Regions from separate parts of the Sus scrofa genome. Here region 2 is linked to region 1. The links are chromatin contacts, called in public HiChIP or PLAC-seq maps. All regions are on one chromosome and are shown on one strand. The core of a region is the stretch at or near the end of the contact, and the rest is flanking DNA. Distances in the headings are between cores, read along the strand shown. Region 1 holds the start of CAMK2G (calcium/calmodulin dependent protein kinase II gamma). Region 2 holds the start of LOC102160869 (atherin-like).

Region 1 (6,776 bases), core at 1,859-4,358:
ATGCTGTGTGGGCACAGGGAAGTATCCATTCTCAAACTGTCGTCCCTGCCTGCACCCTGCATCCTTGGCCAAAGGATGTCTGCCAAAGAGCCCAGCCCACCACACTGTTCCCCCACCCCATGGGAGGAGGGCATCTGACTGCCCACATATCTCTATGGCAACCATCGCCTCCAACTCAAGGTACCCAGAGAGAAAGAAAACAAATAAGTCAACTTAATAGCCAATGTAAAGGAACAGTGAGAGATGGGGGCTGGGAGGGAGGCAGCAAGACAACCCCTGCTTGTGGGGATGGAGAGGCCCGCCTAGCCAGGAGGCAGACAGAGCCTGCTAAACAGGTCCCGGAATCATTGACAATATGACAGAAGCCCACTGTCATTTATAGCTTCTCCAATGCTTAGGGACATCTATTGTATCTCTTAACCCAGAGACGCCCAGATCATTACTAGCCATGGCCCATATCTTCCTCATGGCATCCGTCCTGGCTCCTAATATACTTACGGCATCCTATTGCCTGCTCTTAATTCTTTTCTCTGAGTCTCATAACCTTTGTCCCCGTGCTGCACCCTGCAGCCCTTGATGACCTGACCCATCCACATACCTCCATGCTCACCACACCTGTTCACAGAGCACTCCACACACTGATAGGTCTATACCTATCAGATGAGGTGACTTTGGCAAGCACCCAAAAACAAGGTGCAGGGAGTGTAGGTTCAAGGTGTGAAAGACAGGGCCTGACCCTCCCAGCCTAGGTACTTGGGAGGATCTCACAAGCCAGGCTCTCAGGCCTGACTTCACAATCCTCAAATCCCGAGGCCATGCTGCTCCCACCCAGACCAGCCCACTGAGATTTCCAGATCATGAGGCATCACCCTCCACCCAGGACAGACTGCATCTGCTGCTGCACCACCAACTTTGTAATTTGATCAAAAAAGCAATCAAGTTCATCTGGCAGGATTTGTTCCCGAGAAGCCCTCGCCAGAAGCAGCCTCCCCTGATGTTTACAGATTCCCTTCCCTTGGGAGTCTGTTCTGCCGCCTGGTGGGCAAGGGGAGGCTGGCTTTGTCAGAGCTGTTCACTTACTGCATTTCCATCTTAAGTCACCAGTGGGGCACAGGGACTAGGACAGGTCTGGAGTGACTACCACTGACCCAAATACAGAGACTCCAAATGCCCCAAATGTAAAGCTCTCCATGCAAAGCCACCTACCACTCCCCTTATCCTCTCCCTCCATAAAAACCAAACTCATTTGAGCCTTCAGGCACCATTTTCCCCTAAAGAAAGCTACATCTCTTACATCTTCATTCTCTTCTACTTGGTCTCCATACAACTTCTTGTCTGGTTTCAAAGTCTACCCACCCCGAAATACCAACTCTTCTCCAAGTGCTAAAACACACAATCCCCAACTCCTGGAGCATCTTTAGAAGAATCCATAACCCTTGGAGGCACCCCAGGGAGAGGCCAAGATGGGGAATACTCACCCCGGGCAGATAACTTCTTGGTATTGATGATTTTTGCTGCATATTCCTGCGTGGAGGTTTTCTTCACACACCTGCGGACCACAGAGAAAGCACCCCTGGAGGGAGAAGAGGGAAAGAACTGGGACACGGAGCAGAGCAGAGAGACACAAACACACTTCAGATCTGAGGACAGCTTTGCTCCCATCACCAGACTTTAGTCAAAATAACACACACACACATCAGCATAGTGACTATCACCATGGGTGGTGACTATCACCAACCAACATGGGGCAGAAGGATGTGGCCTCTGTGGGACACTCCACAAATGTGGGTGGAGGACCACCCTACTCTCATGCCCACATCTAGCCGCTGGGCAAAGCAACAGCCCTAACCTCAGGCTGTGCGTCAAGAGCTGGTGGGAGATGCATAAAACACACACCTGCTGCTTCTCAGACAGCCCTGCAGTCCCAGCCAACAGAACCCGGAGAAGGGAAGAGACCCTGCCCTTTTCTCAGCAGAACAGTCGAGGGTAGGAGAAGAGATTAATTAAAAGAGGGTATAATCCCCTGAGAGAGAAATCTTCCTCAACCATGGGGGAAGGTGAGGAAAGTGAGGCTCAAATCCCCCTCAACCGGCTTCACCCCACTGCGTTTACCGGCTCAACAGACAGCAGGGAAAGAGGGAGTCCAGCTGTGGGTTTCAGACATCAACAGCTCCCCTTCCCCATGACATTTCCCTCTATGTCCCCCCTCCCCCGAATAGGAGCTCGCACTCTCCAGCTCTGGAAACGTCTAGGGGGGCGGGCAGGGCGGGGGCTGCAGTGGCCGGGCTCGGAGCCGCGGGGTGGGGTGGGGGGGGACCGGGGCTGCTGCAGCGGCCAGCTCAGTGCGGAGGGGAGGGGGATGCTGCGGCTGCGGCGCGCGGCTCCCGGGACCACTGCAGGGATTGGGGGAGGGGACTGGGGTGCTGCAGCACTGCCCAGCAGCGGGGCTGGGATCCTGGAAGCGGCAACAGCCGGGGGCGGGGCTGGGCACCAAACATCCCCCCACACTCCGGCACCGCAGCAGGGTTAGAGCTGCAGGGCCGGGGAGGGTCCTGAGCGCCAGGCGAGTGGAACATGGGACAGGATGCTGAGTGAGCTCGTGAACAGGGTGGGGAGGGGGCAGTGAGCAGGCGGGGTCGGGATGTGGGGTGCCTGAAGGGTGAGGGAGGGGCGGGGCTGGAGGGCGCCCAGGAGCGGTCCAGGGGCTGCAGTCTCCGCGGCAGCGCGGGGTGCAGCAGCCCGGGCAGCTGCTGCTGCAGGGCGCGGAGGGGACTGCGGGGCAAGGAGCTGGGGGCGAAGGGGCCCCCAGAGGCGGCTGGCGGGAAAGGCTGGGGGTGGGGCAGGCCGAGGGGGCGCTGCAGCGGCCGGTGCAGGGCGGGGGGGCGGGGCGAGGAGCCGCATAGCGCCCGGGCGGCTAGAGCAGGGTGGGGGGCCCCGGCCGGCGGCGGGCGGACCGTACTTGCCGAGCTCCTCGAAGAGCTGGTAGTCGTCGGTGAAGCGGGTGCAGGTGGCGGTGGTGGCCATGCTGGCGGGCGGGCGGACGCGGCGGTGCAGCCCGCGCCGACGTCGGTGCACAGTCACCGCCGCCCGGCCGAGGGAGCAAGAGGAGGAGACGGGGCTGAGCCCGGCAGCACCGCGAGACTTTACCGGGGAGAGCGAGGGAGGGAGGAACACCCCCGCGCCGCCCGCCCGCCCCGCCCCCAGCCCCGCCGGCCCCCCGCCCGGCCCCCGGACCGCCCCCGGGGAGGGGCCTCCCGCCGCGGGCCCCGCCCCGCCCAGGGAGCAGCCGGAGCTGGGCTGTGATCGCTGGGGAGTAAAGGGGATCGCGGGGCGGGGGTCTCAGTCCTGGGCTACCTACCCAGGCGGGGCTGAAAGGTTCGCGACCTGTGGGCTAGTCCCAGGGCAGACCCTACAAGTGCTCAGAATGTGCGTGCGAGTGTGTGTGTGTTGGGAGTATGCAGAGGTCTGGCCCATTGAGTTCTCTGGCGGGTCGCTACGCACGGGTCCTAAGCCCCGAGTCCGGCTCACACCATGTGGGGAGAGAGCCAAGGTCAAAAAGCAGGTTTTAGACAGCACACTCACGAAGCGCCCCCAGTCTGTGCAGAGCCAGCTCTCAGCTGCCTTCCCTCGGGAAGCTGACAGTCTAGACTTGTGTAAGCATCAAGGCCATTATTAGATAAAACCTTTCAGGCACGGTTTGTTCAGGGAGACCAGGCCAGAGCCAAGGATGCAAGTGGAACTCTGCCTTCCTGCACTCCAGTCTTAGAGAAGAGAGAATGTTCTCTCCTGCCAGCAATGAAAGGGATGAAGTGGGAACCATGTAGAAAAGGTTTTGTGTGCTGTGGGCTAGAAGAGCAGGTGGAAGGAAGGAGAAAATAGCCCCATTTTTTTGCAAGCACCCTTTATTTTTATTTTATGGCACTCATCACATTGTGTAATGATATGTTTACTGCTGTGAGAGGCAGTAGAGCTAGAGCATGGCTGTCTGAGGGAACTCTGGGGTAAGACTGCCTGGCTTGGATTCCTGGGCAACTCACTGATCAGCTATGTGACATTAGAAAAGTCACTTTCTAATTTGCTTCAGTTACCTTATCTGAAAACTGATAATAAAGAATAATAGTAACTAACTACCTCACAGAGTTTGGAGTATTAAAAGGACTAAATCACATAAAGTACTTAGAATAGTACCTGATACCTAATTAGAACAGTGGTAGCTATTTGTTTAATATTTGCTGTCTCACTGAATTGTAATAGGGCAGGGCCTCTGCCTCCTTCACCACTGTATACTTAGATCCAGACCCTCAGTAAATATTTGTGAATGAGGCTACTTTTTGGGGCTCTGGCAGGAGTTACCATCCCTTTCTCTTTCCCCATTGTCAGAGGATGGTAGGACTGAGGCACATAACTGTCTTAGTGGAGGAGAAACAGGCTGGGCAGGTTCCTGACCTGCCCGGGCAGCTGTACCCCAAGTCAGAGGCCAGCTCCTGCTGGGCAGGGCAGAGCTCAGCTCAATGCTGCAGCTCAGTCTGAATTACAGGGGACTCCCCCTGGGAGTCAGGCATCCCAGTTGACAGGCTGGATCACCCAGAGCAGACAACTGAGAGGCTGAGAGGCATCCTAGCCTCCTCCTAGGCTGCTTCCCTGAGGGGGTGGGTGGAGCAAAGCTCCCCTGGAGGGTTCCTCTCTTCTCACCCAGCTGCCCTTGGAGCTGGTCTGAGAACCAGACTGCCCAGTGGAGGCAATTAAAGGGATATGAGAGGTAAAGCACTAACTGATTGCCTGGGAGGAGGGTAGAGGGCAGAAGAAAAGGGTTGAGGTGACAATATCATGCCCCACCCCTTCCCAGGGCAACAGGAAATAAAGCGCTGGGGAGTAGGGCCACTTCCTATCTTGAAGCACCTGGGTAAGGGCCTGGTTCCAAGTCCCAGTGTGTGGCAGGGCAATGAGATTGTGTACATGAGGATGACAGTAAATCATCCACATTAAGGGCAGAAGCAATGGCCAGCCTTCATGTCTGCACTCCAGTAACAGGGCCTGCATATTAGTTAGTCATCAATGTGCCCTTCCTGAGCCCTCAAGGCAACTTGGTTCCTGACCTCCAGATGCTGAAACTTTATATTCACTAATGTAAGGTGGAGTGAGAAGATACAGAGAGGTCAGAACAAGCAGAGACCAGGGCTGCCGTGGAGGGCCCTAGGCTGTCCCAGGGGAAAACAGAAAAAACAGGACTACAACCCTGACCTGTTCCCAACTGAGAGTAAGAGTTTTACCACCTCACCTCTCAGGAAGTTCCTGTGTGGGGCAGCAGGTTACGGATCTGGTGTTGCCAAGGCTGTGACGCAGGTCACAGCTGCTGCACAGGTTTGATCCCTGGCCCAGGAACTTCCACATGTCTCGCCTGCAGCCAGACCACCCCTTGACCCCAAATAACCAAAAACAAGTACTACCTCACTCCCCCCCGACTCCTGCCACTCTCATCAGCTCAGACTCCAATGTGGCCACAGTGGCCATTTGGAGCCTACAGATACCTTTGTGTGTACACACAAACACACCCTGACAGATACCCTCCTTGATCCCCATAGCTGTAGCACCCACACAACCTCCAGCCACCCCACAGCAATTACCGGAAGCCTACATATAAATAATAACAAGTTCACCAGCTTCCTGCGCATCAGTATCTATGGTAACCTCCCAGGGTCCGAGAGTTTCGATGTTCTGGTACAGCCAGCCCCTGGGGAGCACCAGCACTCAGGCCATGCCCATAGTGCAGGGAACAGGGAATTACACAGGACGTGGATGCCCTGATAATCACCAGAGGGGCCTCACTAGGTGGACGCTTCCGTCATTCTGCTGATCTTTCTCCTGGAAGGCTCTGAAAATTACACCATGAGTCTGCCCCCGAATGAAAGACGCTTCCCTCCCTGATTTTGGAATATAATTTTAGAGTATAAAAGTACTTACTTTTCCGAGTTGAGTGAAATGGAGCAGTTGAAAGTTAGGGTTTCTTTTCACTAAAGTAGAGTTGCTTTACAATATTATGATAGTTTCAGGTATACACCAAAGTGTTTTAGTTATATATATATTTTTTTCCAGATTATTTTCCATTATTGGAGTTCCTGTCGTGGCTCAGTGGTTAACGAATCCAACTAGGGACCATGAGGTTGTGGGTTCGATTCCTGGCCTTGCTCAGTGGGTTAAGGATCTGGCATTGCCGTGAGCTGTGGAGTAGGTCACAGATGTGGCTCGGATCTGGCGTTGCTGTGGCTCTGGTGTAGGCCAGCGGCTACAGCTCAGATTAGACCCCTAGCCTGGGAACCTCCATATGCCAAGGGAGCGGCCCTAGAAATGGCAAAAAGATGAAAAAAAAAAAAAAGAAAAAACATTATTCTCCATTATTATAAGATATTAACTCTAATTCCCTGTGCTATACAGTAAATCCCTGTTGCTTATCTATTTTATGCATAGCAGTGTGTATCTGTTAATGCCATACTCTTAATTTATCCCTCCCCCCCCGCCTTTTCCCTTCGATAACTTTAAGTTTGTTTTCTATGTCTCTGAGTCTGTTTTTTTGTCAAGAAATTCATTTGTATTATCTTTTAGATTCCACATACAAGTAATATCACATGATATTTGTGTTTCTCTGTCTGACTTGCTTCACTTAGTATGATAATCTCCAGGTCCATCCATTGTTGCTGAAAATGGCAGTAATTTCATTCTTTTTACTGCTGAGTAATACTGCATTGTATATAAACACCACACCTTACCTTTTTTTGGGG
Region 2 (6,776 bases), core at 2,997-5,496, 110 kb after region 1:
GGAGAAAGGGTTTATATAAACATCTTATGCCAGGGTTTTGCAGTAGGAAGTCAGAGAGATAGAACTAGAAGTGGGTCTTGAACACAGGTGTATTAGTATTCCATTGCTATGTAACAAATGACCTTACAACACTCATTCATTATCTCAAAATTGTATGGGTTGAAAGTCCCATGTTGTATGGCTGGGTCCTTTGCTCAGTTTCACAAGGCTGTAATCAAGGTGCCAACTGGACTAAATTCTCATCTGGAAGTTCTGGGGAGAATCTGTCTCCAAGATCATTTTTCTGGTTGGCAGAATTCAGTTCCTTTTGGCTGTAGGAATGAGGTTCATGTTTCCCTGCTGTCTGTCAGCCAGGGCCATGCTCAGCTCCTAGAGGCTGCCTGCATTCCTTGACATGTGGCCTCTTGCATCTTTAATCCAGCAACATCTTGTCAAACCCTTGTGCTTCTAATTTTTAACTTCCTCTTTTGTGACCTGCTGAAGAAAATTCTCTGCTTTAAAGAGGCTAATGTGGTTAAGTGAAGCTTGCCTGGAAAATCTCCCTATCTTGAAATCAACTGTTCCATAATCATGGACATAAAATCCACTATAGTCATAGTCTTGGGGATTATACCAGGAGTGGGAAATCTAGGGGGACATATTAGAATTTTACCTACTATAGTTGATAAGACATAGATAAGCGGAGATATTTCTTGGCAGGCAGAAGCTCAAAAGTGAAAGTCCACCACAGATTTTTGGAGATTGGTATATATTTGTGACTATTCCAATAATAAGAGCTTTCTTTTACTGAGGTCTCCTGGGTACATTACACAAATTCATTCACCAACCCTCATATCAGCTTTATGAGGGTGGCATTATTTCACTTTTATGAAGAAAGAAATCCAGAGAGAAGAAAAGCCACTTGCCAGGATTCCATCCCAATCTAATTGTAAAGATGGGATCATGGCTTGAGCTCTGGATGACTTCACATGGAGAGTTTGTGCTCTTTGTGGTGTTTAATCCACGTGACTGTGGGTCTGGGCGGGGAAGCAGAAGGCAGTAAGGTTGGTCTGAGCCTCGCCTTTGGAGGCATTGATATTAACATATGTTAACAGGTGGTGGGGAAGATTTTAGTGGGTGCGTGTGAATGTGGGGGAGGAAGGAGACAGAAGTGGATGTCAATGTGGATGGAGGCGAACACATGGACTGGATGTGCAATGTGGTGTTTGGGGGAGGTTAATATGGCCAGTCCAGAGGAGTCTGGATCACAAGACTGGAGGCAGGGATGAAACAATACAGTTAAAAGACGAGTGGATGATCAAGCCTCTGATTGTTGCTGCCAATTTACAGGAAATTCAAAGGACAGAGAACATGTTAAACTGCATGCAAGTATATAATTAGCAAAGTGGAGGCAGAAACTCTATGAGGATTATAGAAAACAAATCATATATACTTCCATTACTCAAATATTACTATTACTAATGTGAACTAATGAGCAGAGAAAACAGCTTTGGTAGCCATGGTAAGTCTAGACAATAATTTTATTAGTTTGATAAAAGGCTCCATTAGGAATGGGAATTCCTAGGGAGCTGTTTAGTAATTAATTTAGTCATGGCCAGACATAGGTTACCAGCTATGTAACTGGAACCAGGTTCATGGGTGTGCAGTCAGTGTAGCTACAGGGCCACATGCTGAGAACTTCACATTTGGGATCAGATACTCTGCAGTCATCATCTTGATTCTTTTTTTTTTTTTTTTCAGTGCTGCACCCATGGCATATGGCAGTTCCCAGGCTAGGGGTCAAATTGGAGCTACAGCTGCCAGCCTATGCCACAGCAACATGGGATCTGAGCAGCATCTGTGACTTACACCACGGCTCACGGCAATGCTGGATCCTTAACCCACTGAGCGAGGCCAGGGATTGAACCTGTGTTCTCATGGATACTAGTCAGGTTTATTAACCACTGAGCCACGATGGGAACTCCGCCACCTTGATTCTTAATAATTTTATCTTTGAGTTTGTATTTTAGAAGAGAAGTCCAATAGGACAGTTGGAACATGCATTGGGGGCTTGGGGCCTCAGATTCTGTATGGTCCTTCCTCCCACTACTTCACTTGGATGGGTTTTTAGCTGCTTGCTCTCTCCCAACCTCTGGCCCCCTGACCCCGCCCAGCCTCCCCTGACTCTGTTCAGGGACCACACTTCTACCCTTTGCTCTGCCTTGGGCAAGGTTCTGTGTATGCCACAAGGTGTCTAAGGGTGAGGCATGGAGGTGGCCATTCTCAACCTAAGCTATCAATGCCATGCATTTATTGTGCTCAACTCAGTGGAGGTGAGCCTCCTGTCTTTCTTCATCCAATTGTTGAGAGAGTCTCAAGGCTGGAGGTTGCAATACCTTTGGAGGTCACCCATTTGCTGTGGATTGAGGAGGTAGGCCTGTGGGAAGGGGAGATGCCTGACTTGGGTCACTGTCCATCACTGGGAATTGCATGTCAGTCCAACAGTAGACAAGAGGGTTCTTTAGGTTCCTGTGGGGGGATCTGTATTCATCCCAAAGGTATCTGCTCCCCAGGGAGTGTGACACTAAATAGCAAATAAAAAATACCGTGACTGGTTGAGAGAGATACCACCAAAGAAAGGAACAAGCTTTGCATTTTAGTATCTTTAACAACACTTTTTCCTCCTTTTAGATCTACATTTTTACTTTGCACTGGTTCCGCAAATCGAGTTGGTGGTTCTATATGCAATCTTAGAAATTACAAAATGCCAAATTCTAAGTTTCCTAGAACTTAGAAAATAACAACTAAATGTTAAATTAAGATAGAGAGAGAAAGCAATCCATTGTCTATGAGGACATTGAAAGCAATAAAGAAAAAGTGGAGGTATTAGAAGGAAAAGTGCAGGATTTGGTAACTCACACAGCAGAACCAAGGATGTATATTAACTGAGAAAACAAAACAAAACAACCAAAACAACAACAACAAAAATAACTGCTAAAGTTGCACAGGGCAAGACACAGTTTAGTCTCTTGTAAAACATAGGCCCTTGAGAAATACGTTCATTTGACTTGCACATCTTCTGCTTGGAGGTATTAGTGAAAGTGTTTTGTCTTAGAATGGAGAAGCTTAGGCAAAAGAAATTTTGAGGTGAGGAAGACATTTAAAAGATGTCTTCTACAAAGCACACTGAGAGGATTAGGCAATTTGGTCTTATCAAAATGTAAAATGTACATTTCTGCATTTTTACTCATTTTTAGTCCTAGATAAATATACATACACACAATACATAGGCAAGTACTGTGATGTTCAAGCAGAATTGTTGTTGTTGTTGTTTTGGCCCTGCTGTGGCATGTGGAACTTCCTAGGTCAGGGATCAACCTGGGCCAGAGCTGTTACCAGAGCCATAGCAGTAACAACGGTGGGTCTTTAACCTGTTGAGCCACAGGGGAATTCCCAGAATTGTCTTTTAATAGCAAAAAACAGAATCCAACTTAAATGTCCATTACTAGGAAATTATTCAATTCCATACAATGGAATACCATGCAGTCATTAAAAAGAATGAGGTAGACCTAGACCTACATTTACCAACAGTGAGATGATCAGGGTATTCCAAGGGGGAAAAATATCAAGTTCCAGGAAAATGTTTAATCTTACTTACTTAGAAAAAAATATACGTGCACAACAAAGTGAGCAGACAAAGGTCTCGAAGCTTGCGCACCAAACTGTTAACAGTGAGTATTCTGAGGACACAGAGGGTGGAGTGTGTGTGAATGAATGGGATGCTCCTGTTTCTCTATGCACTTCTGTTTTTTGACTATATTACAGAGAGGAAATGGAAAGAGTATTTTCAGGGCATCGTTTCAAGGGAAAAGTTGGGCAGCAGGCAGGGAGAACTATAGCTCACCAGTCTTGTCAGATTCCAGCGCCGCGGGAGGTAAGGAGAACCCGCCCAGCTGAGGTGATTCTGCAGAGGGGCGGCGCTCCGCAGAGACGAGGCGGGAGGCCGCCCCGGGGGGCGGGGCCCCGACTCCAGCCTCACGTTCCGTTCCCACCATGCCCTTATAAGGAGCGCCCGGCGTTAGGGCTCGGGAATCCGGTCGCAATCCCTTAGGCGCAGCCCCAATCCCAGGCCCCTCCCTTGGGAATGGGGGCGGGGCGGGGTCTTGGCGGCGCGGTTGTGGGGGCGGGGCATATCTAAGCAGGACCAATAGGAATGGTGGCTCCGATCTGAACGGCGCTGCCATTGGGCGCGGCGACGCGAGGGGGTGGGGCGCCCGCGAGGCTGGTTACGCCGAGGGAAGCCCGGACTCCGTAGTCGCTGCTCGGAGTCCCTCTCTTCGCGGGTTCCCCTCTCTGCCGTTCTCAGTTCTCTGTAGCCCGCGGTTCGCCGCCCCGCTAGCCGCCGCGATGCCGGTGTTTCATACGCGCACGATCGAGAGCATCCTGGAGCCGGTGGCGCAGCAGATCTCGCACCTGGTGATCATGCACGAGGAAGGCGAGGTGGACGGCAAAGCCATCCCTGACCTCACCGCGCCTGTGGCCGCCGTGCAGGCGGCGGTCAGCAACCTCGTCCGGGTGAGCGCGCCAGGCCTGGGATGGGGAACGGGGGCGGGAGACGTCCCAGGGGTCCCGGCCCGCCTCGCGGCTCCCCTGTGCTGCCTGCGGCTTTGCGCGTGGGCTCTGGAGCCAGACCGCCTCCGGTTTGAATCCTGACTCCCCCGCGCTGTGACCTTGAGCAAGACCCCGAGTCTCTCTGAGCTTCAGTTTTGTCATCTATGAAATGGGGGCAGTCGTAATAATGCCTGCCTTGCGGGTTTGTTGTGAAGATTCCGCGAGGTTTTTGTAAAGTGCCTAGCGCGGTGTTATGATCTATAGTAAGCGCTCAATAAATGATAGGTGTTAGGAGTCTGATAGCCCCTTTCTCTCAGTAGTCTGTCGCCCCACCGGTTGACACTCTTGCTCACAGCTCCTTTTTAGGCCTCCCGAGCCTCTGGGCTGGCGGGCTTCTCCACCGATTCTCTGCCTTTCCTTCCAGAGATTATTAGAGCCACGTTGTTCTCCTTCCTGATACTTGCCCCTCGCCTTAAAACCTGCCTCACCCACCACCCCTCCCCAGAGCTCCCCGCGTCCGGCGCTTTTGTCCACTTGTCTTACTGGCCACTCGTCTCCGTCTCCTCCCTCCCTGGGCATTCTACTTCTGCTCACACCTCTGGCCCTCACAAACGCCGGGTTATGTCTTTATGCAGAAATTCATAACCCTTTCCCCCTTTCGCTTAACCCTGCTGCCTTTCATTCCCCGTCCCCTCCCGCTCCCGTGGAGATTTCCACCTGGTTTTACCTGCTGTCAAACGGCGTCCTCCCACGGGAGCCTTTCCAGATCGGGGGCCCTTCTTGTCGGCCCCTCCTCCTGACAGGAAGCAAGATGGAGCTGCTGGGAGAGGCCTTTGGAATCTGGGATCTGCGGCCCCTGCCGGAGAAAAGGCCGGGGCGTCTCCTCCCAGATCCACAACTTTCCTAGGTGGCTAAGTGGCCCTGCAAGACCCCTGTAGCCCGCAGCTGTGACTAATAACTGAGGTGATTCCTGGAGGAGGCGGAGCCCACTTCTGAAATGGAAGAAGAGGTGCTGTGTGACCAGTCTCCTAACACTCCGATGGCTAATATCACACTTTTCTTTCCCACCCTGGGTGGGTGACTCAGACAGCTGCTGCCTGTGAGGAACAACTTTGGAAAAAGTTCATACTGCTCCCCCACTGAGCTTTGTGGAGTGCCTGTCAGGGTAGTTAGGAGGCTGGGAGGCAACCGTGGGTCTGGGTGGGGCTTGAGTTACTTACCTGATGAGAGCACTTTAATGCTTTGGAGGCATTTAAACGTGAAAGTCTTCCCCAGTCTTCTAGGGCTCTCCTCCACTGTTCAGGACTAGGAAGATGCTACTGACCAAATTCCCGTGCTGCCTTCTGTGTAGATTTAGCAAGACTCTGATATTCAGGAAGAATATTGTATTCATTCAAAATGTCTAGTTCTACAGTGTTCTTGTTCTTTTTATAACTAGTTTTAATCGAAGACTCCAGAGTACATTCCTATGTAGTGTTGTCTAACATGGCTGCATTCCAGGCCTCCATTTTTCAACAAATAGGAAACAATGTAAAGAGACAAGGTAATAGTGTCCCTCCAAGGAGTCTTTCAGGAAATGAAATCTTAAAACCACATGTTTCACTTGGAACAGAGCTAGTGTTGTCTAGGGGTTGCTATCTGGTTAGGCCATTTAGAGAAAAGTTATTTATGAGCTTTAACGCATGAGTTAATAAGAGTTGCATGTTTGCTATATAGGGGGCATTTTAATAAATCAGTGGTTCTCAGGTTGAGATGTGCATCAGAATCACCAGTGAGGCTTTTTTGAAATAAAGATATCCAGTTCCCTCCCCAGACTTACTGAGGAGCTCTTTTGGGGGTCGAGTCAAGGCCTTTGTGTTTTCAGGAAGCTCCGTAGGTGGCTGTGTTATATACCCTTAGGAAATACTGTGATAGATACTGTAAGACAAATACAAAAGAAGTGAGGCCAGTCATAAACTGAAAACAAAATTACATATAATTACATACTTCCCAATACATTATGAAGGGACTTGAGAGTATCTTGGGAGTTAGCAGAGAGAAAGTGAGGAGGATGGTGCTGATAGTCAAGTGTGAACAAAAGTACTTGTAAGTCACTTTCAAGTTACCACAAGTAGATTGTCTTGATCAGCTCAGGAGGCAAGTTGGAGAGAAATTGGAGATGAAGTCGGTGCATGCCATATGGGCAG

What was found. HiChIP or PLAC-seq counts read pairs in DNA pulled down with a chosen protein or histone mark.
Region 2: a contact with region 1 is called in an H3K27ac HiChIP or PLAC-seq map of skeletal muscle. The contact joins the promoter of LOC102160869 here to the promoter of CAMK2G in region 1. A contact is called at or near these places in 1 of 5 promoter capture datasets (liver), 3 of 47 Hi-C or Micro-C datasets (embryonic fibroblasts and skeletal muscle) and 2 of 2 datasets of contacts at active chromatin or transcription factors (alveolar macrophages and skeletal muscle).

Annotation. Positions count from the first base shown.
Region 1 is chr14:76,589,436-76,596,211 of Sscrofa11.1, forward strand. It overlaps CAMK2G (calcium/calmodulin dependent protein kinase II gamma), which reads right to left and starts at 3,109. Exons shown (of 21, transcript NM_214193.1): 1 at 2,960-3,109; 2 at 1,479-1,573. The coding sequence starts at 3,024.
Region 2 is chr14:76,695,901-76,702,676 of Sscrofa11.1, forward strand. LOC102160869 (atherin-like) reads right to left here and starts at 4,247. Exons shown (of 3, transcript XM_013983354.2): 1 at 3,884-4,247. The coding sequence starts at 4,223. VCL (vinculin) reads left to right here and starts at 4,387. Exons shown (of 21, transcript NM_213934.1): 1 at 4,387-4,554. The coding sequence starts at 4,387.